7 separate regions of the Mus musculus genome follow, and all the other regions are linked to region 1. A link is a contact called in public ChIA-PET, HiChIP or PLAC-seq, Micro-C and promoter capture Hi-C data. All regions are on one chromosome and are shown on one strand. Each heading gives the region's core, a stretch centred on a gene start, on an enhancer-like site or on the middle of the called end of the contact. The rest is flanking DNA. Distances are from core to core; before and after follow the strand shown.

What was found. Promoter capture Hi-C pulls out the DNA fragments that hold promoters and counts their contacts. A called contact is a pair of places that touch in the nucleus more often than the background predicts. ChIA-PET counts read pairs in DNA pulled down with a chosen protein or histone mark. HiChIP or PLAC-seq counts read pairs in DNA pulled down with a chosen protein or histone mark.
Region 2: a FOXA1 HiChIP or PLAC-seq map of pancreatic cancer cells shows a contact between it and region 1. The contact joins the promoter of Slc25a19 here to the promoter of Rhbdf2 in region 1.
Region 3: a promoter capture Hi-C map of pre-B cells shows a contact between it and region 1, with 3 times the contacts expected there. The contact joins the promoter of Grb2 here to the promoter of Rhbdf2 in region 1. A contact is called at or near these places in 3 of 39 promoter capture datasets (liver and pre-B cells).
Region 4: a promoter capture Hi-C map of pre-B cells shows a contact between it and region 1, with 4 times the contacts expected there. The contact joins the promoter of Tmem94 here to the promoter of Rhbdf2 in region 1. A contact is called at or near these places in 5 of 39 promoter capture datasets (the C10 cell line, hippocampal neurons, liver and 1 more) and 1 of 115 datasets of contacts at active chromatin or transcription factors (pancreatic cancer cells).
Region 5: a contact with region 1 is called in a promoter capture Hi-C map of pre-B cells, with 3 times the contacts expected there. The contact joins the promoter of Smim5 here to the promoter of Rhbdf2 in region 1. A contact is called at or near these places in 4 of 39 promoter capture datasets (the C10 cell line, hippocampal neurons, neutrophils and 1 more) and 1 of 115 datasets of contacts at active chromatin or transcription factors (pancreatic cancer cells).
Region 6: a contact with region 1 is called in a Micro-C map of embryonic stem cells, with 2.0 times the contacts expected there. The contact joins the enhancer-like site here to the promoter of Rhbdf2 in region 1. A contact is called at or near these places in 2 of 484 Hi-C or Micro-C datasets (embryonic stem cells and myocytes), 4 of 115 datasets of contacts at active chromatin or transcription factors (bone marrow-derived macrophages, effector CD8 T cells, memory CD8 T cells and 1 more) and 1 of 9 other capture datasets (embryonic stem cells).
Region 7: a contact with region 1 is called in an RNA polymerase II ChIA-PET map of memory CD8 T cells, with 5 read pairs. The contact joins the promoter of Sap30bp here to the promoter of Rhbdf2 in region 1. A contact is called at or near these places in 3 of 39 promoter capture datasets (hippocampal neurons, pre-B cells and stem cell-derived epiblast-like cells) and 1 of 115 datasets of contacts at active chromatin or transcription factors (memory CD8 T cells).

What each region holds. Positions count from the first base shown.
Region 1 is chr11:116,622,705-116,626,208 of GRCm38.p6, forward strand. Rhbdf2 (rhomboid 5 homolog 2) reads right to left here and starts at 1,516. Exons shown (of 19, transcript NM_001167680.2): 1 at 1,474-1,516.
Region 2 is chr11:115,626,305-115,629,808 of GRCm38.p6, forward strand. Slc25a19 (solute carrier family 25 (mitochondrial thiamine pyrophosphate carrier), member 19) reads right to left here and starts at 1,991. Exons shown (of 7, transcript NM_026071.3): 1 at 1,761-1,991.
Region 3 is chr11:115,706,644-115,710,147 of GRCm38.p6, forward strand. Grb2 (growth factor receptor bound protein 2) reads right to left here and starts at 1,954. Exons shown (of 6, transcript NM_008163.4): 1 at 1,751-1,954.
Region 4 is chr11:115,763,441-115,766,944 of GRCm38.p6, forward strand. It overlaps Tmem94 (transmembrane protein 94), which reads left to right and starts at 1,993. Exons shown (of 32, transcript NM_028014.3): 1 at 1,993-2,113.
Region 5 is chr11:115,898,415-115,901,918 of GRCm38.p6, forward strand. Smim5 (small integral membrane protein 5) reads left to right here and starts at 1,725. Exons shown (of 3, transcript NM_183259.3): 1 at 1,725-1,928. All of the region lies in intron 7 of Recql5 (RecQ protein-like 5), which reads right to left.
Region 6 is chr11:117,318,454-117,321,957 of GRCm38.p6, forward strand. All of the region lies in intron 2 of Septin9 (septin 9), which reads left to right. Gm34065 (a long non-coding RNA gene) reads right to left here. Exons shown (of 4, transcript XR_003949802.1): 4 at 3,472-3,504. Among named protein-coding and RNA genes, the nearest start is that of Gm34065, 6.8 kb to the right of the region's middle. Within about 2 kb of position 1,743, at least 196 of the 459 cell types and tissues checked have an H3K27ac peak or open chromatin away from gene starts, as enhancers often do. A contact at or near this core is called in bone marrow-derived macrophages, embryonic stem cells, memory CD8 T cells and 1 more, where this site is marked.
Region 7 is chr11:115,931,656-115,935,159 of GRCm38.p6, forward strand. Sap30bp (SAP30 binding protein) reads left to right here and starts at 2,004. Exons shown (of 11, transcript NM_020483.3): 1 at 2,004-2,126. The coding sequence starts at 2,021. It overlaps Recql5 (RecQ protein-like 5), which reads right to left and starts at 1,837. Exons shown (of 19, transcript NM_130454.2): 1 at 1,134-1,837. The coding sequence starts at 1,263.

The DNA of each region.
Region 1 (3,504 bases), core at 266-2,765:
GAGAGGAGCCACAGGGAATCAGTGGACCCGTTATTCCTTGGATGTTACTTTCCTGGTGTAAATAGCTAGGGGAGTCAGTTCTGTGTTCAGAAGGAAAATTCCAGTTGGTCACATGGCATTCCGCTATCCGGGAGACCTCAGCTCATCCAGCTTTGGGAAACTCCATGGGAACAGAGCTTGGTCCTGCCCTTCCTCCATCCCCAGGGCTACTCTGGCTTACCTTGAGCTTATCCTGTGTCTGAAGCTATCCTGGGTAAAGTACTACAGACCTGTGCTTCGAGAGAGCCACTGTTCCCAGCTTCTCCTCCACAGGGCCAGTGGCCAGCCAGGGCGAAGCCTGCCCACCTATCTCTTTATCTCTCACTGAGATTCGTCCTGGCCCTTCCCAGCCCCTGGAGAAACTTAGGTAGGGAGAGAAATTCACAAGAAGTACCCTAGTGGGCTGGTGGTCATAGGACGGTCACTCAATGTTGACTTTTGAGGGGCCAGATTCTGTACTGTGGGGCAGACCTGTGATGGCCAAGTGTCTCCAGGGATTGTCAAATATCCTTAGCGGGCAAAAGCACCCCTAAGCTGAGAACCACTGCTTGAAACCAAGTTTCATTTTCTTCTCCCTGACTACAATCACAACAGCACAACATAGATGCTGGGGACAGTATTTCACCACAAGATGTCACCCACACTGGAACCCCCAATGCAGCTGGTTGAGAAACAGCAACCGCTCCACCTATGAGGCAATCCCTCAGGTACACCTCACCTTCGCTCTCTATGTCCCGGCCCTACAGACTCGCGGCTCGGTGTTTCCTGGAGTTGAATCAAGGTATGGACCTGGCTTCCCTTCTGCCCTGGGGTTGTGGTAGAGACCTGGGCCCTACAGACCTTTCGCTCCCTAACTTTCAATCCAATGCAGAAACATCAGCTGGGGGCCCAACTCTCCAAACCCCTCGGTCCTTAAGCCAGGACTCCTGAGTACACTTTCTGAGCCGCGGACTACTCTGGCGGTGTGAGCCTTCCCCATCCCCCACCCCCGCACCTGTTACTACCACGGCGGCGAAGCTCCACGCACAAAACGCTGCCCGAGGACTTTGGAAGTTCACCCGGGAGACAGGGGAATATAGTCTTAAGGTCTAAAAGGGATTTCTGGTTGGAGGCGGAGTCGCATGTTCCAACACTGGGCAGTGCCCTCTCTTCCTCTCTGGGCTTTTAAACTTTTGCGCAAACCACGCGCCCAGACATCTGGTGACTGTGCCCCGGGGAACCCCTTTAGGCGTCCTGGTCCCAGCAGAGGCCAAGGATCTGCGGGAGGGATCCAGCGGTCCCGCGGGCACAGAGTCCAGCCTCGGCCTCTAGGGCGCTCTGCGGGGCGCACAGCCCCCGACCTTCCCCGCGGCCGAACGGGGCAGCCCCGTGAATCCCTGGCCACCCGCGGCCTAGCGGACCCGAGCTCCGCCGCACCCAATTCCCCGTGCTCACCTCTCGGAGGCCCCACGTCCCGGGAAGCGGCTGAGAGCAGAGTGGGCAGCGGCGGGGCGGCGGCTACAAGGCTGAGCGCCAGCGCTCCGCCTCTTCCCTACCTGCGCGAGGGCGCAGGGGCGGGGACTGGGTGTGGGCGGGGCCTCATTGAGGCGGGGCTTCTTGGTGTGTGGGCGGTGCTTCGGGGGGCGTGGTCGGCCCGCGGCTTCTGCCTGGGCTTGTAGCTCCTGCTGCTCCACTTATGGCCACATTTAAACACTTGCCTAGCACACAGATCTTAGGTTCGATCTCCAGCAACACACGCGCTCACACGGACACACCCCCATAACAACCAAGCAAAAACCACTCAATTTCCCCTTCTCTTTCTCGTGTGACCTCAGGCTCCTTTGACTCCAGGAGCCTCGACTAGGCTTGCATCCTTTCCAGAATCCCCGATCGATCGCTGCAGCTACATCGTCTAGGAAGCCTTGGCCTTCTCTAGCTGCTGTCTCTCCTTCGTCCATTAGAATGATCTCTCCTCAGGCCTGGCATCCCTTCTAGGCCAGACCGGGTCCTTGCTGGAAGTTGGGTCTTGTCCCCTTAACCACCCCAGGACTAAACACAGAGCAGTTGGAAAGGCAACCGAGGTATATGCTAGTTCTTGGGACTGTCCCTTAGGAAACTGTGAATGTTGCTCTGCACCCAAGGACACAGAGGCTTCTTGCTAAGGCTGAAAGCTGGCTCTCACAGTAACTGGCAATAGATGCAGAGGAAGGCCCTCCACATCTCCGTGTCATGAACAGCCCCCAGGCCCAGGCTTTGGATACTCTAGCCTGGCCAATACTGACCAAGTAACTTGCTTTGTTGGCTGTAATGAGAAATAACTATATATGACTCCAGCTAACAGAGCCGGGGGTTCAAATCCTGATCTGCCATTGACTGCTCCTGTGGTCTTAGATGAATCCCCTAAGCCTCCTCGGTCTCAGCTTTCCCCTCTCTGTGTGGTAGCAGTAACAGGGAGCATTTGTGGGGCCCCTGGCTCTAACTAGCAGCTGCTGTTATCTTTGCTATTATTAGTAGTGGTGACGGCCGGCCCTCCCTCAAGTTTAAGCCACAGGCTTTTATCCTCCTTAGCCCACGTCTCTAGCCACCTTGAGCCCATAGGAGCTGGGCTGTGCCTCCTCATCTCCCTCCTGGACCCAGATATCCCTCCCTTAACTCGGCTCTGGGTGGTGCCATCTTGTGATGTTCTTACCCACTTCCTGGTAGAGTACCACTCTTCATGTTCGCGTACCTAGCCCTGTACGAAGGCCTACATTTATGACACCCTGTCCAACACTCCCATGCTCCCACCTACGAGCACTCGCCGGACCTGTCAGCTCCTGAACAAGAACAGCAGGCCGGAGAAGGGCAGGGGGTGCCACTGATACAGATGCCTAGGGCCTGGGTTAGCCCCTCACTTGGGATTTGATGTGGAAACTTACGGCAGGCAGGAAATGGCAGAGGAACGAACTAGACCTGTACCCCCAGGTCTGGAGTCCCTATCCTCAGCCCCTGCACCAATGGCCTCAGTCTTTCTTTCTGAAGTCCTCGCCCAGCCAGAGAGTATGGAGAGACCACCACCAGGGGGCGCTGCAGCAGAGCTGCTTTCAGAGGTGAGCCAGGTCTCTGGGCTCTTGTTGCTCTTAACCACCCTGCCCCCAGTCTGCCACGTTGGTGGGTTGGGTAGAGCAGAGGTTAAAAGCACTGACTGCTCTTCCAGAGGTCCTGAGTTCAACTCCCAGCAACCACATGGTGGCTCACAACCATCTGTAATGGGATCTGATACCCTCTTCTGGTGTGTCTGACAGCTATAGTGGACTCATATAAATAAAAGAATTTTTAAAATTTATTTTATTTTTTTATTTTCAAGATAGTGTTTCTCTGTGTAGCCCTGGCTGTCCTGAAACTCACTCTGTAGACCAGGCTGGCCTCCAACTCAGAAATCCTCCTGCCTCCCAAGTGCTGGGATTAAAGGTGTGTGCCACCACTGCCCGGCAATAAATAAATCTT
Region 2 (3,504 bases), core at 741-3,240, 1.0 Mb before region 1:
TCCGGATTTCTAGAAATGAGCACTTCTGCATTGCTGGATACGGGTCCAGAAGACTGGGTTTTGACTCCTAGGGAGACTGAGGTGGAAGGACCACAGTGTGAGGGCCAGCCTGGACTACACAGCTCAACTCAGTCTTAAAGGCTAGAAGGAAATCTGTGACTCACACCTGTAACCTAGAACCCTGGAGGCAAGGGCAAGAGGACTGGGAGCCAGCCTGGGCTATATAAGACCTCAAGAAATTCAGAAATTCAGACAAAAGGCAAAATGCTAGCCAAACATGTACAAGACCATGGGTCCTGCTCCCCAGCACTAAAAGGAGTCACGGTAGAGTCCCTGCCTTTTATGCACAAAATCCTGAGTTTATAAACCCATTGTTACAAAAATAAATAATAAATAAATAAATAAATAAATAAAAGCCTATATGCACAGGGATGGTTTAGCAGGTGAGGGGACCAGCTGTCAAGCTGGAAGACCTGTGTTAAGGGAACTGGTTACTCCCCTTTTTTTATTGTTGATTTTTGGGTTTTTTGTTTTCGAGACAGGGTTTCTCTGTGTAGCTCTGGCTATCCTGGAACTCACTCTGTAGACCAGACTGGCCTTGAACTTAGAGGACCCCCCCACTCTGGGTTGTTACCTCAGTGCTAGGATTCTAGGCATGTGCCCCCACCCGCAGGCTCTGGCTGCTGCTCTTACTGAGGACCTAGTACCCATAAGAAGGCTCACAGCAGTCATTCCAGTCTCTGGGGATCCGAAACTCTTTCTCCTGCCCCAGGCATGCATGCGGGGAAAACACTCATTTACAGCAAAATAAAAGTAAAAAGACATTTAAATGAAATAAAATACCAACTCAGGTTTCCCTTGTGGGAAGTAGGAGATGGCGTCTGACTGCCTGGCTCAAACTGCTCATCAAGTTAAGTGATAAAAACCAGTAAGTCACACACACCTAAAAAGCTTTAAAAGTGTTTGCCTTCAAGAAAACTAAAAAACACAAACATTTTTACAACCCAGGCGAGGAAAGTATCACATTTGTTAACGTACCCTGGGTTCAGTCTCCAAAAACCAACACAGCAGTGTAGTCTGTAATTCCAGCACTTGGGAGGTGGGAGGCATGAGGACCAAGAGTTCAAGGTCACCCTTAAGAACATAACAAGTTCGAGCCTAGCCAGGATTATACGGTCGCAAACCAATAACAAAAATAAATAAAGGGAAATATTAATCTCCTGTTTATTCAAAAATCTTCGTGCATTAACAGTCTTGCTATCTAAACAGATAAAAAATGATTTATAATATAAATAAATATAAATGCAGGATTGAGACAGGGCGGCTGCTGACCTGAGTGGCAGTGATGGGGGTGCAAGCGAGTTTCTTCACCCTGCAGCTTTTCTACCTCAGACTCCACTGTCGGGTGGACAGGTGTCCTTCGGTGACTAACCGAGAGCCCATGTGATCTGCTGAGGCGCTCTGCAGACAGCCTCGCGTGAGTGCACTGTCCAGGCTTTCCGGGGATGGGGTGGGGTGGAGAGGGCGTCTCCGTGAGTCCGGGGCAGTGGACACCCCATGTGCAAACGCCTACGATGGTGAGTGGTGGTGGGAGGGATTCGCCTTCCGTGTCTCTGAAGATGCTCCTGGGGTCAGGTGTGCCTCGTGAGCATCCGTCCCCGCCCCACGTGGATACCTGCCCTTCTCTGTTCTGACACACGGAGTGGGGGTACCGGCCCCCGAGAGTACCGGGAAGAAAGCAAAGCCAGAGGTCCACTCACCTGACACTTCAGGCCCGTCCGGGCTCCTCAAGCTCAGTTCTCCCTCCCTCTCAGTGTAGCCCAACAGCAAAACTTAACAGCACTTGCCAGTAACTGACAGGCTGCTAGGCCAATCACCGTGCAGCTTTTGGCCGCCGCTGGACGAATCGTTGTACGTCGAAGGTCCCATCCCAATGTCACTGTCCAGATACCGCTAGGTACTGTAGTCTTCCGCTTCCAAGCCCCACCCCCTTGAGAAGCTGCAGAGACTCCTGGGAGGTGTAGTACCACAGCGCCTTGCGTGCGCATTTCCGACGCCGTAAAAGAGCGGATGGCGAAGTTGGCTTTTACGACCTTCTAGAGGGCCTCTCATTGGCGCGATCCTCTGAAGTCTGCGCGGCTATGGAATATTAGAGCTCGCTGAACTTGACCCAGTTTTTATTTTTTATTTTCCAAATCAATGTAGTCTTAGAAGTCATATAACTTTGGAAAAGATGGCGGGAAGCCTGGTATTATTAGCCTGAAGGACTGGAGTTGGGTCGGGGTTAGATGGGTTCTTTGGGATAAGAACCTTTAAGGGAGTTGTACACACACACACACACACACACACACACACACACACACACACACACACACACGGGTCGGGGTTAGATGGGTTCTTTGGGATAAGAACCTTTAAGGGAGTTGTACACACACACACACAAACACACCCGGAGGAAACTACACACACACACACACACACGGAGGAATAAGAACCTTTAAGGGAGTTGTACACACAAACACACACACACACCCGGAGGAAACTACACACACACACACACACACACACACACACCCCCGGAGGAAATTTAGCACCGGAAGGACGATCGGTAGTTCAACATCAACCCAGAGTTCAAGGCCAGCCTAAGCTACGTGAGACCCTGACCTCTAAAACAAAAAGTTTATCTGAACTGAGATCTAAGTAATTTGCTGCAACTTCTTAATGTATCATTACTTACATGTTTTTAAATCAGTGGTTTATTTGTTACAGTTTAAGAGTTAATCTTAGCCAGGCGTGGTGGCGCACGCCTTTAATCCCAGCACTCAGGAGGCAGAGGCAGGAGGATTTCTGAGTTCGCGGCCAGCCTGATCTACAAAGTAAGTTTCAGGACAGCCAGGGCTATACATATATATATATAACCATATATATATATATAACCCTGTCTCAAAAAACCAAAAAAAAAAAAAGAGTTAATCTTTTTTAAAGATTTATTTATTTTATGTACATAAATGCACTGTAGTTGTCTTCAGACACACCAGAAGAGGGCATCGGATCCCATTACAGATGGTTGTGAACTATCATGTGGTTGTGGGAATTGAACTCAGAACCTTTGGAAAAGCCGTCATCTTTTTGTTGAGCCATCTCTCCAGCCCCTTTTTGTATTTTTTTTTTTTGGTTTTTCGAGACAGGGTTTCTCTGTGCAGCCCTGGCTGTCCTGGAACTCACTCTGAGTTCTGACCAGGCTGGCCTCGAACTCAGAAATCCACCTGCCTCTGCCTCCCGAGTGCTGGGATTAAAGGCGTGCGCCACCACGCCCGGCTTCCTTTTTGTATTTTTTAAGAACACCTCAAGAAACAGCTGGCTGGGCAGTAACAAATCTCTGGATAGCTTTTCTCATTTTGTTTTCCAAGTAGCAGAAATGACAGAAGTTTTTAAAGGTTAATAGTGGGGGGGGGGGGGTACACAAGGAGAGGCGAGAGGACAGCTTGCAAGAATCAGTCCTCT
Region 3 (3,504 bases), core at 704-3,203, 920 kb before region 1:
CAACTATCGGGCCAGAGAGAAGAATATGGCTGCTCACAACCCTCTGTAACTCCTGTTCAAGGGGTATTGGTCCTCCTTTAGCATCTGAGGGCACCAGGCATGTACACACACACACACACACACACACACACGCCCGCGCGCACGCGCAGGTAAATACACTCAAGAATGTAAAAAACTTAAAAATCACTTTTAAAAGCCTGATTAGGACTAAATCATTTGTTAGGGTAGGTAGGTAGGCTTTAATTCACAAATATCAAAGTTCTCTTCTATTTCAAGCTATCTTACTTCACAAACTCCCATGGGTGATTTCTCACTTAACAATAGTTAACCTCACTAAAACCTTAAAAAGGAGTCTTTCAGCTCCCAAACTGACTCAATCTCCCTTACTAACAGTGAGGGGAAACAGGAGGGAGCAAGAAGGAAAATACTACGAACAAACCATGATCTGTGAAAAAAAAAAAACACCAAAATACAAGTAACACAAGCAAACAGGCAAAATCCACTTGTGAACTGGTCACTATCACTTACTTAGGGATGAATTCAGTCCTTTGAGTTTCCTAGTTCCCAGGGGGAGAACTTAAACAGCCCCCTACCACCAACACCACCACCCGCCCCCGCCCCCCTGGCTCCCAAGTAGCCCTCCTGGCTGCCTGATGAATACAGTGGACGTTAAAAAAGGAATGCAAACAGGGAAGGTATCTCCCTCCAAAAGAAAAGGGGATCTTAGAACGACGGAGAAAATGAACAGTGCCCAAACCAGCAGAAACTTGAAAATTATAACGGAGGAACAGCAAGAAGGGGAAGTAGATTTTTTTTTAAAGGGGGCGGAGGGACCAATGACTGGCGCTACAGATGCTTTTCGTGTCCCTAGTAGCGTAGAATGGAGACAGAAGGCAAAAACGGAAAAGTGAAAGAGAGGTGAAGAAGTCAAAAACAAAAAACAAAACAAAAAAACAACAACAACAAAACCCAGTTTCTCTAGCCTCTTTCTGAGTGTCAACAGCACCGAAAGATGACGTTGAACGCGCTTCGGCTACCCGGCAAACTGCACTGCTATAGCTTTTGAACACAGCCTAAAATCCCTTTCTTACCAACCCACACGACCTAAGAGTGTTGCAGGAACCAACGGGGCTCTCTCCCCAAAATTCCTTCCTTCCAGCATTCCTATCCGCTGCTGCTGCTGCTTCCCCCCCACCCCCCAACAAGTATTTTTTCCCCCTCAAGTCCTTCTAAAAAGAGAAGCGCCCAACTCTCACAAAGACCCGTCGGCGGGTCCGGGTAACAATCATTCTAAGTCACGGTGGATTCCCGCACACAATTCCACCGCAAGATGCCAAGAGGCGGTGACGTGGTGGCCTTGCAGGTCAAAGGAGCATCAATCACCACGTTAGCTGCGGGCACCGAATCCCCCGCCTCCCGGGCTCAGTCAGCCTGACTCAGAGCAGCAGCCTGCGCCTCTCGGCTGCTCCGGGCTCCCCAGCGTCCAGCCGGACGGCCGCCACACCAGACCTCCCCGGCGGGCCGGGTCTCTGCCCCCAGCGGGAGGAAGACCGGCACCAGGAAGGAAGCGCCCCAAAAGGGGAAACGAGGAGACGGCTGCGCAGCCGCTGCGCTCGGGTCCCAGCCTTCCCCGGCCCGCGAGCGGCCCTCCCCGGCAGCCCCGAGCAGCCCGGGCCCGAGCCGCTCGCCGCCGCGCGGCGCGGGGACCACGGAGCTCCCGCTCACTTCCCGCCCGCTCCCCTGCACTCACCGTGACGCGCCGTCCACTCCGTCACCCGGCCCGGCCCGCCCTGCGCTGCCGCCCGCAGCCGCCAACCTCGCTGCTGCTCCCTGACTGCGGCGCCCGCTGCCCCGACCGCCGTCCCGGCCGCAGCCCCGCTCGCTCTCGCCGCCGCCGCCGCCCGATCGCAGAAGCAACAGAGCAACCTAGCTTCCGCTCCTCGCCAGGGTCCCGCGAGAACTTCCCCACGCGGCCCCGCCCCGCCGCGCCCCGCCCCCGCGAGACTTCCCCCGGCGGAAAAGGCCCAGAGCGCAAGCGCTCCTCCTCCGCTCCGCCCGGCAGGTAGCCTAGAGGGGGGCTTCGCGCATGCGTCAGCTCGGCCCGCAGCAGGTGGCACGGACTCGGCTCCGCCCCTGGGCCGTTGTAACCCTCTACGTGCCGGAGCAAGTGAATTACAGCTCTGCTCTAGAGGAACGGCGCTTTCCACACTCTAATCACGTCCTTTCTACCAAAACAAAGCAAAGAGGCACCGAGGAGCGGGGAGAGATCTCAGGATGGCTCAACCCAAATAGAGGACCAGTTCTAGAAACGTTTGGGGATCTGGTTCGTGCAACCTGCAGTATTCGATGAATTGTTTGATTAGTCTGTTCACGCAGTGAACCACATACCCAGTGTAAGTAAGCACTGTGCTGGGTAAAGAAGATGAAACAACGAGCAGAGATCCTGGCCTTCAAGAGGTTAAATCGAGAGAAGCAGCAGAAGAGTAAACAAGTAATGTCTTGGCTGGAGAGACCTCTCAGGTCAAAAACTGCTTGCTGCTCTTCCAGAGGACCTGCACCCACACCAGATGGCTCACAACTGTCTGTAACCCCAGTTCCAGGAGACTTAGTGCCGCTGGCCTCTGATAGCACTAGCATTCACCTGCACACACCCTCATGCGCGCGCGCGCGCGCGCGCACACACACACACACACACACACACACACACACACACATACACACACAGCTATAACACTTACACATAGCTCTTTGGGGGAATGCTGAGGAAGCCAAAAAGATAGAGAAAGGCTGGCTCTGTTCCTCAGCCCACTGTATAAAAGACTTAACAAAGAAGGTGATGTGGAACTGAGTACTGGAGGGCGAGTAGGAGTTCCACAGCACAGGAGCCAGGGTAAGCGCTTAGCCAACAAACGGAATGGCACAGAACAGAGAGATGGATGGAGGCGTGAGAAAGTCGTGTTCTGTGCGATGCAAAGTGCATAGATAGGTTCCTGTGCGGGGCTGCCGGTTTTGGGGGAGTAGTAGATGAAGCTTGGAGAAGTACCTCTCAGTTCCAAAAGCTCTTTTCAATTATAGGAGAGCAAGAACACAGCCAATGTCAATGTGTTCTCTAGAAGCCAACAAAATACAGTTAAGAATACCCAAGCCTCTGCTACAATAATGAGTCCACTAAAATAAGGCAAGTGAATTGTTCTTTCGACAAGTGTTTACTGAACATCATTTGCAATTGAAAATGCCTTTCAGAGCAAAAGATGAAGCCAATGACTCCAGCAGTTTGCGATTTAGATAGAGCTACTTAGTTTCAAAGAGAAGAACGCTGGCCCTAAGTACCAGGGACCTACATATTAGAATGACCAGTTACAAAAGGGAGAGCTGCCCGGCAGAGGTGGTGCATGCCTGTAATCCCAGCACTTGGGAGGCAAGGCAGGTGGATTTCTGAATTTCTGAGTTCAAGGCCAGCCTGGTCTACAGAGTGAGTTCCAGGACAGCCAGGATGGCACAGAG
Region 4 (3,504 bases), core at 743-3,242, 860 kb before region 1:
ATATATATAAGTACACTGCAGCTGTCTTCAGGTGCACCAGAAGAGGGCGTCAGGTCTCATTACAGACGGTTGTGAGCCACCATGTGGTTGCTGGGATTTGAACTCAGGACCTTCAGTAGAGCAGTCAGTGCTCTTACCCACTAAGCCATCTCACCAGCCCCTGTATGGGCTAGTCTTATGTCAACGTGACACAAGCTAGAGTCATCAGAAAGGGGGGAAGCTCAATTCAGAAAATAGCCCCACAAATAACTTTTTACAAAAACAATAAAAATAAAAAAATAAAAAATTGCCCCGTAAGATCTGGGTGTAGGCAAGCCTTAGGACATTTGGGTGAGGGCCTACTGTGGGTGGGGCCATCCCTGGGCTGGTGGTCCTGGGTTCTGTAAGAAAGGCTGAGCAAGCCCCGGGGAGCAAGCCAGTGAGTGGCCCCTCCCCATGGCTTCTGCATCAGCTCCTGCCACCAGGTTCCTGCTCAGTTTTTCTTGTCCTGACTGAGTTCTTATCTTGACTTCCTTGAGGATGAACCAAAGTGTGAGCTGAATAAAGCCTTCCCTCCCTCATGCTTCTTTGATCATGGTGTTTTATCACAGCAAGCGTAACCTTAACTAAGGCAGGATTCCCCAAGGGCTCCAGGTTTTGTGGAATGAAGTAGAAAGACCCCAGACCCAGGTAACTAACCAGTTCTGTGCAACAGACAGGGAAGCAGCATGGGAAGGGAGTGTTTGGGCTAAAGTTTCACACGGGCATGTATTTGCATATTGGCTGGGGGTTTTGTTTGTTTGTTTTGAGACAGGGTTTCTCTGTGTAGCCCTGGCTGGCCTGGAACTCACTCTGTAGACCAGGCTGGCCTCAAACTCAGAAATCCTCCTGCCTCTGCCTCCTAAGTGCTGGGATTAAAGGCGTGTGCCACCACTGCCTGGCTGCATTTTGGCTGTTATTAGCTGCAAAGAAATGTAAAAGCTCAGAGAGCTACTGAACAAAGTACTCCAGCATGTTTAAGACTGTAGTGAGTCCATGTGGCAATGAGCCCTGAAAGTGGCTATGTGGCTATCTCCATCATGTTATGAGCATCTATGGTTATGTGGAGAGATTTGGACTTCTCCATCTGTAGTGATAAACTACAGATGTTTGTGTTGAAGGTTTGTGCCAAGGTTCTATGAGTGTTCAAGGTAACAGCTGAACTGGTTTAAACAGAGTTAAATCAGTAAAATGGCTTCTTGTCTAGCCGAAAAGAGGGATTGTAATCGCATGATTAAATTCATTATTATAAGGAAGGGGCTCTTTTTTCCCAGGACCAGATATGACCCTTTCTGACTTCATAAACAGAAAAAAAAACTTTTTTTTTTTTTTTCTAAAAGCAACCCTTCCAGACTTAGATCTCTGGGAAAATGGAAGTAAATACTGACACAGGCTTATTTTGTTTTCCCAAGAGAGGGTTCCCAAGCGATTTCTCTAATTAGTCTAGAAAAAAAAAGTTGTTTTCAAGCTTGTTTTTCCTTTTAGATTTCAAATGAACTGAGGGTGAAATAACAGTATTGCTTTAGATTCTCCAGCTTTGGTTGGTCCATAATATTAGTACTGAGGGACTTTTAAAGATTAAGGAAGAATTGAAGAAAATACAGATAAGGCGATTTTTCAAGGGCCTCATTAAAAAATAATAAAGGGCAGAAGGTATCACCTGACCATGGCTCTAGAAAAATTTAGTGGGTAAACTAATGGGGAGGAAATTGTATGATTGCCTCTAGTCTGGTTCTATAGCGCTAAAAACGCGGGAGCTTCGTGCCGGAGATAGGACCCAGGCTTCCCCGGATCGCTTTAGAGTAACAATCACACAATTCCGCCAGGCTCCCGGAGGGGCGGTGGAGGTTACAGCTGAGCGCACCAAACAGCCAATAACAAATCAGAATCTTCCGCCTACCTCGAATTTCAACCAATCAGCGTCGGGATCTTTGGCTTGTTGGCCTGCGCGTCTGTTGCTGGGGGAAGGCGGCAAGCCTCCTCAGAGTTGCCCACAACGGACATGGCTGCGGCCCCTGGAGGCGGGGAGGTGAAGTGAGGAGGGGGCAGGGAGGGGTGAGGACGCGGGCGAGGAAGACCGTCCGAGGGGGCCCCGGTAAGTACGAGAAGGCCCGCGGCCCGAAGTGGGGAGCAAGGGGGCGTGGGGCTCGGCCTGCTGCGCCCTCTGAGTTCCTACCCGAGGCGAGGAGCGCCTGGGGTGTGCACCTAGCAAGTGGCACCAAAGGGGGTGTCTCTCTGTGCTGGAGGAGAGGGGCCGGCCGGCGCCTGCCTGCAACTCCGGGCCGGCTCCTTCCCTCACGTCCTCAAGGGTTTTTTGGTTTGTTTGTTTTCGTTTTCTCATGTCCCCTCTCTGTCCTGGCTTGCCCCTTGCCGGGGTCCCACGTCAGAAATAAAGGTTGTGTCCAACAAAGAACCCTTGGCCCAGGTCCGCCGTGGCTGGGCCCCGGGCCAGCGACTGCCAATCCTGATGCCACGAGTGTTTATTTGTAGGCCCCTGGGTGTCCCCGGCCCAAATAAAGGCGGTTTTCTGCCACAGCGCGCGCTGTGCTCGCCGCCCGGAGTGGACGGGATCTCTGCACCCGCCCGCCTGCTAGACACTGCGAGGGACTTCCAGTTCAGTGCAAGGCTGCGATGTTGCAGTTGGGGCGTGCTTCCCCGATTTTAGAGTCACATAAAGATGCTTCGGAAGCCAGCGTAGCACCACAGCCTTTGCAGTTCTGTAAAGCAGTTTCCCTGTTTTTTCCCTACCGCGAAACCCTACAGTTAAAAGCCTTGGGGGAAGGTTCAGTACCTAAAGCAACAACAAATAAGAGTGACGGAGGGAATAGAAAAGTTTGACGGTCACTTTCAGAGTCAGACCATTGTACAGTGTAGGCTCATCCTGGAGAACGAATTAGCAGTTCAGACAGAGTCCCCGGACACTCTGCAGTGGAATGTCACCGGCTGTATTCGCTGTCACTTCTCTCTTGGCAGAATTACAAGCAGGGGAACCTAGAGTCTGGCGAGCACTGCATTAACAAGCTACCTCTTTGATAATCAGTACCCCCAGGTAGTTTGAGAGGTAACTGCCCTTGAACGCCCGCCTCTGCACATTCCACTTGGTATAAGACCTCAATAGATGGTTAGAAGACAGGCAGGAGGCTGGCCAGGCCACAAGAGGGAAAGAAATCAGAAAACACTTGACATTTCTATTTTAAGTGGCTAGGAAGTGCCAGCTCCCAGGGAAGAGAGTCAACCTCAACCGTTTGGAAGGCTTACCTCCTGAAGAACGAATTAGCAATAAAGGTCACAGTCCTTGTGCTCCTCCCTGCTCCTTTCCCCTAAATTGGACTCCAGAATCAATTTCTATACAGCAGTCAGATGCTTACTGCCGACACGCTAGGTATTATTTAACCTGTCGTGGTCAGTGAGCTGGAAAGACCTTCGGGGCCTCTAAGGACACCCCTGATTTCCGAGTGAGAAGGCTCCTGGTCTCCCACTGCACCT
Region 5 (3,504 bases), core at 475-2,974, 720 kb before region 1:
GGATGTTATGGTTGGGGGTCGCCAGAGCATGAGGAAGGCTGAGAGTCACTGTGCTAGAGGCACACAATGCTGAGAGCGGCCATCATGCCTAGTCACTCGTGAGCCCACTCACCAGGGAGATCCAGCCTCACTAGAGCCTCACTAGAGCCTCCCTCTCAGCCTCTAACTCCAGATGTTCCCCTGCGGATAACCACTTCCTGCCCAAGCTGGTGGCAGGAAGCCCACCTGGTGCAGGAGGCCAGTCTCTTTTCGGATCCCCAGGCTGAGGCCCTGGGAGAGGCCACTGTTCTATCAGGGTCCTTACAGTCATCTCTAGTGCCAGAAATGTGGTACAGGGTTGGGAACCAGAAGAGACAGCGCGAGGCAGGGCAGTTTGAGTGCCCAGGCTTAAGATTAGCCGGCACTAACAGCTTTGGAACAGAGGGTTTTCTTAGTCTGAATACTGCTTGCGGATCTGACCCCACACAGCAGGCTACTGTAAGGAAAGCAAATTGCAATGCCACCTTCTAAAGAAGTAGGGTCCCTCCAGCAAAGTGAAGAACAGCCCTAAAACTGCATAGAAGTGGCAGGAAGACAGCTGAGACAGCCACTGGGGGGCGCTCTTGCAGCCAGCTCCCACTAACACTGAATATACACGACAAATGTTCCCTCTGCCTGTACAGTGGTGGCCTGTCCTGTCTCTGAGAAGCTTTGGCATCTAGGCACTGTGACCATATGGTTGTCTACACCCTGCCCCAAGCCCTGGCTCACTGGGGTTTTGTGCTCAGATTCAAAGGGCTCCATTGACTGCAGAGCTGAGGTCAGTCCTCCCCCTGCAGCCTGGTCTGCTGGTGGCAAGACCGACAAACGTTAATGGGCCAACAGAGCTGTCATGCAGACAGCTGAGCAGAACGAGACCAGCAGTGACCTTTCTCTTAGAAGGACCCAAGGCCCCTCACTAAAACAAGCAGGCTACTTTTCTTTCTTTCTTTTTCTTATTTACTTATTTTTTGTTTTTTTCGAGACAGGGTTTCTCTGTGTAGCCGTGGCTGTACTGGAACTCACTCTGTAGACCAGGCTAGCCTCGAACTCAGAAATTTACCTGCCTCTGCCTCCCAAGTGCTGGAATTAAAGGTGTGCACTACCATGGCCGGCGCAGACTACTTTTAGAGTATCTAGGATCCTCATCTTCCCCCCAGATGCCCCTGGGTAGATGGCAGAGTACCACACCAGAGGGCTGCTTGAAAGCTTGCTGACGTGCTTGGGTGATCCTGTAGCCCGGTTTTCTTTCTGGCAGAGGGCAGAGAGAGCAGCCAGAGTGTGGCCCAAGAGACAGACCAGGGTGGTCAGGGACACAAGCCAAAAAGGCCATCCAGAGGGTGCTGGGGCACCCAAGAGCGAGTCACTCCACCCTCTTCCTCTGGCAACCTCAGACGGAGCCCCCCGGGGTTATTTCCACAGGGAACCACAGCCAACCACTTCTGTCATTAGCCCAACCCCAGCCCTCCGCCTACAGCCTACAGCCTACAGCCTGGCTCAAAGGCAGGAGGAGGGCAGAACAGGAGGAAGAATAAGAGAGGGAGCCGTCTGGGGATCCAGAGAGCAGAGTGGACCTCTAGGCAGGGAAAGGCATAGGGCGTGAAGGGCAAGTCAAGCTCAGGGGAGGACTCCCTGGGCTCCTCCTCACAACTGTAATTTGACACCTAGATCTCCAGGACAACCAACAACAAAAAAGCTGAAGCGATGAGGCGCTGAAGCTGGACAGCAGCTGGCTGTCAGCAACCGGGAGCTAGCACCAGGAGGTGCCCGAGTGAGAAGCAGCCGCCTAGGCAGGAAAGTGGCAGCGCTGGTGAAGAAGTCAAAGGTGGTGGCCAAAGGACTTCCAGGAGGTACATAGAGGCTCTGTACTGGGACACCTCTTCGAGGCTCCCCACTATCTGAGCTCCCAGGTAAGAGACACTGGCTAGAGGTGACAGGATCGGGAAAGGAGGGCAGCCAGGGTCTCGTATCTCTGGCGAGGAGTCACAGCTTAGCATGAGCTCGGAGAGGAACGTCTTGGGGGATATATTAGGCCACTCTCCTATGGGAATTTAGTCACCTCCTCTGTGTGTATACCTGAGTGCTCTTCCCCTGGGACCTGGTACTAGAGAAGGGGGATGTACTGCTACTCGGTGTGTGGCACAGGGGCTGGGGGCTGCTGGACACATCCATTTAAACCTTTTCTATTCAGTGAGTTTAGGATATGGCCCCCAATCTTGCTGAGCCTCCATTTCCGAAAGGATTAGGGCTGAGCCCTCCCTGGTTCTCAAGAAGGCTCAGGACAAGGTGTGCCCAGCCTGCTGAATGGCCTCTGGCCCCAGGAGCTGGTAGAGCCAGCAGCAGAACTGCCTACTTGGATGCTGGACAAGAGCAGCAGCTTTCCTGTCTTTTGGAGTTCTGACCTGCTCACCGCTGTGTGCTTCCGGCTCAGGATCATCCTAGGGAGGAGTCTCTGCACCCACTTAGATTACCAGGACCCCTGATCCTCCTTTGGCAATGATCTCTGAAAACTGAGCCAGGGATATGCACCCTAATTCAAACCCCAAGTTTGGAAAGGAGTTTGTGACTACATGAATGAGTTTGGAAAAGACCCCAGAGTCTCTTCCACACTAACTACTGTAATGGTTGCCCCCAGACAGCTCTTCTCTTCAGTCCTTGTGCAGGGCAAGCACAACCTTCTTGGGCAGGGCCTCACGAGAGGAGGCTGCTAAGCCCTTCTGCCTCCTGTCCTCACACTGGGGTTCAAGTCCCCGTGAGACGTCCCTTCCAAAGCAAACACACTGTTATCCAGTAAGAAAGAAAAACATCATTCAGTTTTGGAAACCAAGGGGAGGGCCGAGAGTCTCTTTGGCTCAGCAGAGGGGGTGCACTCTGGTTTGTGTGGGACTGGGAAGCTAACTCCTGTGGTAATACTAACAAGTGTGCAACAGAGGGACTGCACTGCAGCTGAGCCACATCTGGGACACACAGGCTCCAGCAGTCCCTGAGCTCAGAGGGAGGCCCAGCTTCTATGGCTGCAGGAGAGGAGCTCGCTTAGTTTCTATTGGCCACCAGAGCAGGAAGTTCTCTCCATTGTCTAGAAAACTTGGGGACCAGGGCAGCAGAACCACCAAGGCTTCAAGCACCCACTTTTGACTCCAAACCGGAGCCCCAGCACTGATGGAGTTGCTCAAACACTCAACAGGCACAGTGGGCATCTCTGCCCTGCTGGTTAGGCTCTGACCTCTCAGGTCTCTCACATCTGTTGGTTATGTCTCATTCGAGATGCTCCTCAACGGACAAAAGGGGCTGAGAGCCCCCATGACTCTTATCAGGCACAGACACGCTGCTTGCCCTCATCCGTGTGGGGAGCTGGAGTTGGATGATCAAGTAGACAAGGAGGAAGTAGAGAAACTGTGGGACCAAGCTTCTGCTGTCTGGCCTACAGGACACTTACTATATAGCAAGAACCTCCATGTCCCATGCCACACCCAGGAACACTAATCG
Region 6 (3,504 bases), core at 493-2,992, 700 kb after region 1:
CTCAGGTTTGCCTTTTGTGGGCTGGTGTACCATGGTGTGACTCTAGGGGGCCTGTACTGTGTAACAGGGTCCTTCCCTCCACAGTGACCTGCTGTCTGTATAGTCTGTCTGTTTCTTTGGGACATGACTGTGCTGTGGAGAGCAAGATCGGCTGGGGCTCTGCCTCTGGCCCCAGCATGTGGCAGCTGTATGGCTGGGGACAGACACTTTTGCATCCCTGTGTTTCTTTCACTCCAATAGGCCCCTCAGAATTCTGGGTAGAGAGGATAACCTTTCACCTCAGTGGGACTGCAGAGGCTAACAGAGGATCTCCAGGGCTTCATGGCTTGGCTCACCCTTGTCTGGGTTTGTAGATTGCAGCCAGTCAATTCCTGTTGGGCTGCACTCTCCCCTCATTGGTAGGCCGAGCCACGTGGCCACTGGAGGCAGAAATTCGAGGGCAGCTGTGTACAGTACAGGGCCAAGGCTCAGGTCCCAGAATGCCCTGGGCACCATGACTAGAACTGAAGCAGGGGAGAGAAGCGTGGGTTTGAGGAGGTCAGAGAGTCATGGTGCTATATCCTCATATCCGGACACTGGTAGCCCCAGGGGTCCCTGTGGTCTCTGACTCAGAAAGGTCACCTCTTGGAACTAAGACTAGACTCCAGCTGTGGCTGCTTCTAGAACAGGCAGAGCTCAGAGGAAGCGGGGACCTTACCTTTGGCTGCCAGACAGTTCCGGGCACCAACCGAGCCAGCTCTTCTGAGCTGCTGAGCTGAGCTGAGGTCTGTCGGATTCATGTGGCTGATAGGCATTAGAGCTTTGTGGTCCCAATGTGTTTAAGGGCCCTTTACCTACAGTAAGCACCTCCTTGAATCCATCGGCCCTGTCCTATTGGGTCTTTGCCATTATTAGTGTTTCACAGAGAAGGGATGAAGGCACAGAGAGGTCTCACGGCTGTTGGCTAAGGCAAACTGATAGTTTAAATTTGGGCCTCTTCCCTAAGCTCTGTCACTGGCTTAGTGGTGTGGGAGGTGTGTTATTGATGATTGGTTTCCTAGCTTTCTCTGCTGTGGTGGCGTGCACCTTTGCTGGGGACAGGAAGCCTTGAGGATGTGCCTTGCACGAAAGGGTTAACGAACACACACACACACACACACACACACACACACACACACAGAGAGAGAGAGAGAGAGAGAGAGAGAGAGAGAGAGAGAGACACTCATACACAGAGCTTTCCCAGGCCAGAGCCGGAACAGAGGGGCCTTATCTGCAGAGGAAGGGGTGGGTGGGATGTGGGACTCTGCAGGCTCCTCTCCACTCTCAGCTTCAGTACCTTCTGTGGGCCAGCTGTTCAGAGCTCAGTCAGAGGGCGGAGGGGGACCCAGCAATGTGGGATTCATTACTGGGTTTGGCAGAAGACTGAATCCCCTGAGGTGGGGTGGGGGTGGGACCTCCTGGAGTAGAGGTCTAGAATGGGGGAGGGGAAGGTCGTTTCCCCCACCCCCAAGTTCCCCCACCCCTTTCCTTTTCCTGCGCTTAGAGCAGCTGTCTCCACTGATGGAGTCTCTTCCCTGAAGGGGTGTGGCCTGGCCTCTTTGGCCCCTGCCACCTACAGCCTGTTGAGCTATAGTGGCCTCTTGGGTGGAGGCCGGGCGGAGGACGGAGGACAGAGGGCGGTGAGCATCAGTTCCTCTGCCTTGGGAGTAACTGAAAGCAGCACTGGGGCTAAGTGCAGAAGGCGGGGCCCACTGTGTGGGGCAGAGCTGAAGAGTGTCCCGGCTGCGTGACATGACTACACCTGCTGTTTGAGCACTTGGGAGGCCTGGATGACATAGCCCGGTCCCAGGCTGGCCAGAGTTACACAGCAAGGCACTGTGAGGAGAAAGAGAAAGCCCGAGTGTTATGAGGCCGGAGGAAGTGGGGGTGGAGGGCCTAGAAGCTGATTGTCTGTGCTGATTGAAGATAGGCTACAGGGCTAAAGCACCGTAGATGAGGCTCAGGCACACATAGGTCGTGTAAAACCACCTGTAGGAATAGGACCAGAGTGGCAAAGTAGCTTTCCAGAGGTCACACAGCTTAGCCTTGGTGCCTCACTCATACAAATGGTTCCTGTTGTAATTCAGAGCTCCTTGGCCACACCTCAGTCACCAAGCCCCAGCAAGGCCTGATGCAGAAGTGGTTGGAGCGCCAGAGGCAGAGAGAAGTGAGACCTCTGTAGTAGCCCTGAGCCTGGGGCAGAGCACAGCACTGCCCCACCCAGACCTCTGTGGGGGTGAGTGAGCAGGCTGGGAGGGGCTGGCTTGCACGCATGCACGAAACTGACTGTTCTCCCTCTCAGATGGGACCCAAGGCCTCCCTGCCTGTGAGGGGTGGGGCTTCACAATGGTTCTAATGAGGGACCTCCATAGGTCAGCAGTCACACTACTAGCAGGCCAGGTACCACCCCAGGAAAGCCTGGAATGACTCACACATCCAGAGTGGAGAATGTTTGTGAGTTTTTTTTTCCAAAAAGATATATTTTGTTTAAAATTTCATGTGTATTGGACACCACGTGCATACCTAATGCCCACAGGGGCCAAGAGAGGGCATCAGACCCCTCCTGGAACTGTGAGCCACCACAGGGGTGCTGGGAACTAAACTTGGGTCCTCAGCTCGAGTGGCTGGTGCTGGGCTGTGCCATCTCTAGCATGGAGGACTCCTTTTAAAATACTTTATTGATTTATTATTATTATTATTATTATTATTTGTGTGTCTGTGTACATCATGATGCACACATGGAGGTCAGAGGACATTTTTTCTTTTTTAATTTTTGTCCCCAAGCCCAGAGGACAATTTTGTAGAGTCATTTCTCTCTCCACCTTTATGTAGGTTCCAGGGATTGAACTCAGGTCAGCAGGCTGCTGTAGCAAGCACCATACCTACTGAGCCACCTCACTTACCAGAGAGCCTCACTGTCCCCCAGGAATATTCTCCTGCACACCTGTGGACTGACACATCTTGCCTGTGGGGCAGCCAGGCGCCTGAGAAAGCAAGCATTGGCCATGGCCACGCCCCAGGTCAGAGGTCACATTGGGAGCAGGATGCTGACGAAGGCTGATTTTTTTTTTTTGGACAGGGTCTCATTATGTAGTTTTGGCTGTCCTGGAACTCATTATGTAAAGGTCCTTGCACCCTTGGCTTGACTGTGGTGTGGAAAGGATTTCAGGCTGAGCCTGTGCAAATTAGAGTTGGTGTTTATTAAGACTCCAGGTTTGAGCACTGGAGTCAACAAGTGTGGGTATGGGCTACTTAAGAGGGCCCTGCTTAGGTGTCTTTCCGAGAGCCATGTGTCTGGTTTTTCTGAGGAAGACAAGTCTACTGAGAACTGAAGTCGGGTCCTACTGTGGTTTCACAGGGTTAGAGCTGATAAAACAAAACCCTGGGTTACAGCCCAGTAACTCAGTACTACCCGGTACTCAGTACTACCCGGTACTCAGTACTACCCGGTACTCAGGGGTTAAGATCGTTTTTATTGAAAGTGAA
Region 7 (3,504 bases), core at 754-3,253, 690 kb before region 1:
GACTGTGGCCCTGCCAACAGCTTTACTAAATTTGGCTAATTACAATCTAAATTGAGTCTGGGAGTCTTTCACCGTTGGTCCTTACCAATACTTAAATAAAGGTAGTAAAAGCAAAACAAACAAAAAGTTCTAAACAGAGCATTCATTGGGTGTTGTGGCACACGCCTTTAATGCCATCACTCAGGAGGCAGAGGCAGAAGAATCTCTGAGTTCCAGGCCAGCCTGGTTTATAAAGTGAATTCCGGCACAGCCAAGGCTACAGAGAGAAACTGCATTTCAAAAAAACCAAAAAGTAAGAAAGTATTGGGGGGGGGGGTATAGGTAGAGGAAGACAGATCTCTGGAAATTTGAGGCCAGCCTGGTCTACATAGCTAGTTCTGAGCTATCTAAGAAGCCAAAGCTGCATGGTGAGAACCTGTTTTTAAAAAAACAAATCAAAACAAGGCTTGAGTAGTCTTGAGCCACTAGGATATGACTATTTGGATTAGACACATCCAGGGAAGCAGAGTACTGGTTACACCGGGGTAGATATGCAAGGCTAATCATTCAGTCCTCTGTTAATAAGTCTGTTGGTGGCACTGCTGCTCCCATCTGGACAAGCTATCTCCAGCTTACAGTGTTATTAGTCTCTCCTTTTCTACCTGGAACTCAAGCTACTCGCTCTTCAAGGAAATGATTACCTAGGTCACTGACAAGATTAAGCACTACTGCCACTTTTGCTACTACTTGCACAGGGACAAGAATGGGAATCTAGGAACAGAAGTCAAAGACAGACTGTCAGTCTGGCTATGAAAAAACCAGAAGTGTGAGTGGTTCTGTCCAAAATTTGTAGGTTATGATAGCCCACACCTGTAATACCAGTACTTAATAATCCAGAGGCAGAAGGACCGGCTCAAATTTGAGGCCAACTTGATGTATATAGAGAATTCCAGGCCGGCCAGGGCTACATAGACCATCAATAAACAAATAGATTCCCAGCAAATACCCACTAGCTTTGGTCACGAAAGAATTCCAAACCAGTGGTTTTCAAAGATTTCCAAAGGGTGAGGAGGTAGGAAGTTAAGAGGGTGTTGTGCCACAGAGCTACTACGGTACCGCCAGCAGTCTGCAAAACAGGTAGCTTGGTATGTTACCTTTCACTACAGCCATGGTCGCACTCTCTTGTAAAGGTGTTTTAAAAGAATCAAACCCAAAGACTTTCTTCAGGGTGCTCCGGACTCGCCGCTCCCGGTCGAAGGGAGTGGAGAAAGGACGGGCGCTCATCTTTGCAAAAAGCAGCAGCCAAAAGGTTAACGCAAAGGTGGGCAAAGGCAATCCCGAAAAAACCCTCTGCTCCACGTTAAAATATAGCCTATGTTTCTCCTGCCGAGTAAGCTGCTATGTTACACTTAAATATCTCATTCCCCAGCAGTAAAAGTGAAGGCTGAATTGCTTCACGCAATACATTCCTGAGGGATTAACATTACTTCTCCCTTTAATAAAAATAAAAACAATGAACTTTCCAGGTCAGGTGGACAGAGCTACAAATCGGACCACAACAAAGCCCACAAACGTCTTCAAAGTCGACCAGAGAACTTGGAATCCTTTTTCTAGGGTCCTTGTTCTAGAAGCGAAGCCATAGATACCATTCATCAAGGACGCCGACCCCCCGTTCCTCCTCTGAGCCCCCAAGTCAACAGCTCTCGCCCTTTGCCAGACAAATGCTCTCCAAGATGTCAGACCCCAGGCTCTTTTCGGTTGGCTCTGCAGCTTTCCAAAGAACACTACTCCCTAACTCGAACTCAGAAGCCAAACCGCCCGAGAAGTCAGCGAAGTAGAAGCCGCAAGACCTTACTTCCGTCCCGTGCTGATGACGTTTCCAAGAGCTGAGCATGGGGGCGGAGCCATGCCCAGACACAGCCCTTTTGATTGGTTGTCATTCGGGCGCGGAGTCTCCTGGGATCCGGAAGAAGTTGGTTTTCTCGCCCCTAAATTGGCTTATGAGTCATAGGCCTGAGCCACACCGCGCTGTGGGAGTAAGATGGCGGGGAAGAAAAATGTTTTGTCGTCTCTTGCAATTTATGCGGAATATTCAGACCCTGAATCTGATGGCGAAACTGGAGTCGACGCTGTAGGCGGAGCGACTGGTGAGACTTGAGCTGGAAAGGGGAGGGTCTGTTATGGTTACCAAATGCTACCTCTCTAGCGGGGCATGGGGAGAAGATGCTCTTTGTGCTCCAGGTATCGGGTCTTGGAACCCCAAAGCGCAGTGGATGTCCTAGGTCAGACAGAGCATTAGAACCTCTACTACAGTACGAGTGATCTCTCTTTCTGCGATCCTCTACGCAAGGCGTCATGCTGGCCAGAGGGTGGACCAAGGGGGGTACGCATCTGTCGAGACATCACTGTCTCGTTGTTTGATGGGGAAGAGAGGAGTGAAATGTACCTGGAGGATAGTAAAACTTGTGTTTCGTTAAGTTGGTAACTTTTAAGGAATCGTTTCTAAGTCTGCCCTAGAGTTTTTAAAAATGCATCTCTCCTAAGTGCATAATTCTGGGCTTTTTCATAGAATATGCTAGACAAGCCTTTTAAGGCGGTAGGGTGATTCTGTTGTTTGGTGAGTTTTAAAAGCCTATCGGTTGCCCTCAGACTGCGAAGCATAGAGGGAACAGATTTCTTGAAGGAAGCAAATTACCTGATATACCAGAGCTTTGGGTCTTCTTATCTGCAAAGTAGGGGCAAAACAATGAGGAAGACAGTCTTGTGCATAGAAGGCGTTTTTGAGGTTGCACATGAAACAAGATAGAGATGTGTGTGGTATGTCAAAACAGGAGTTTAAACGACCTGTTGGGCTGGTTCAAAGAGGAGAAGACTTTAACTGCCCTAATAGGCCAACAGCATGTAATAGTTCCCCAACCTTTGGAACTGCTGGGAACCAAACCCAGGGCCTTACACTCTTAGGAAAGCATCCCACTACTTTGTTACTTCCCCAGCCTGTCCTGAAAATATTAGAACATGAATTTAATGCTTGATTTTCTTTTCATATACATCTGTACATATGGAGTGGGCCTTGCATGTGAGTTCTGCCCATGGTGGACAGAGAGAGGCATCAGCTCTTCTGAAACTGGCATTTGTGAGCTGCCTGATGTGGGTACTGGAAACTGAACTGTCAAACTTACAGAGATCTGCCTGGCCCTGTCTCCAGAGAGCTTGAATTAAAAGCATGGGACACCAAACCCTGTACATTATGCACTCGTATAAGAGTCATCTTCCAATACCCCTGTTTTTGTTTGTTTTGAGACAGGATCTCCCTCTAGTCCTGACTGTCCTGGAACTCAGGCTGATCTAGAACTCAGAGATCCTCCTGCCTCTGCCTCCCAAGTGCTCGGTTCAAAGGTGTGCACCGCCATTCCTGGCACAACCCCTGGTCTTTTCTTTTTCTTTCTTTCCTTTTTTTTTCTTCCTCCCCCCCAACCTCCAGGCTGAGGACAGAACCCAGAGCTCTACCACTGAGCTAAATTCCCA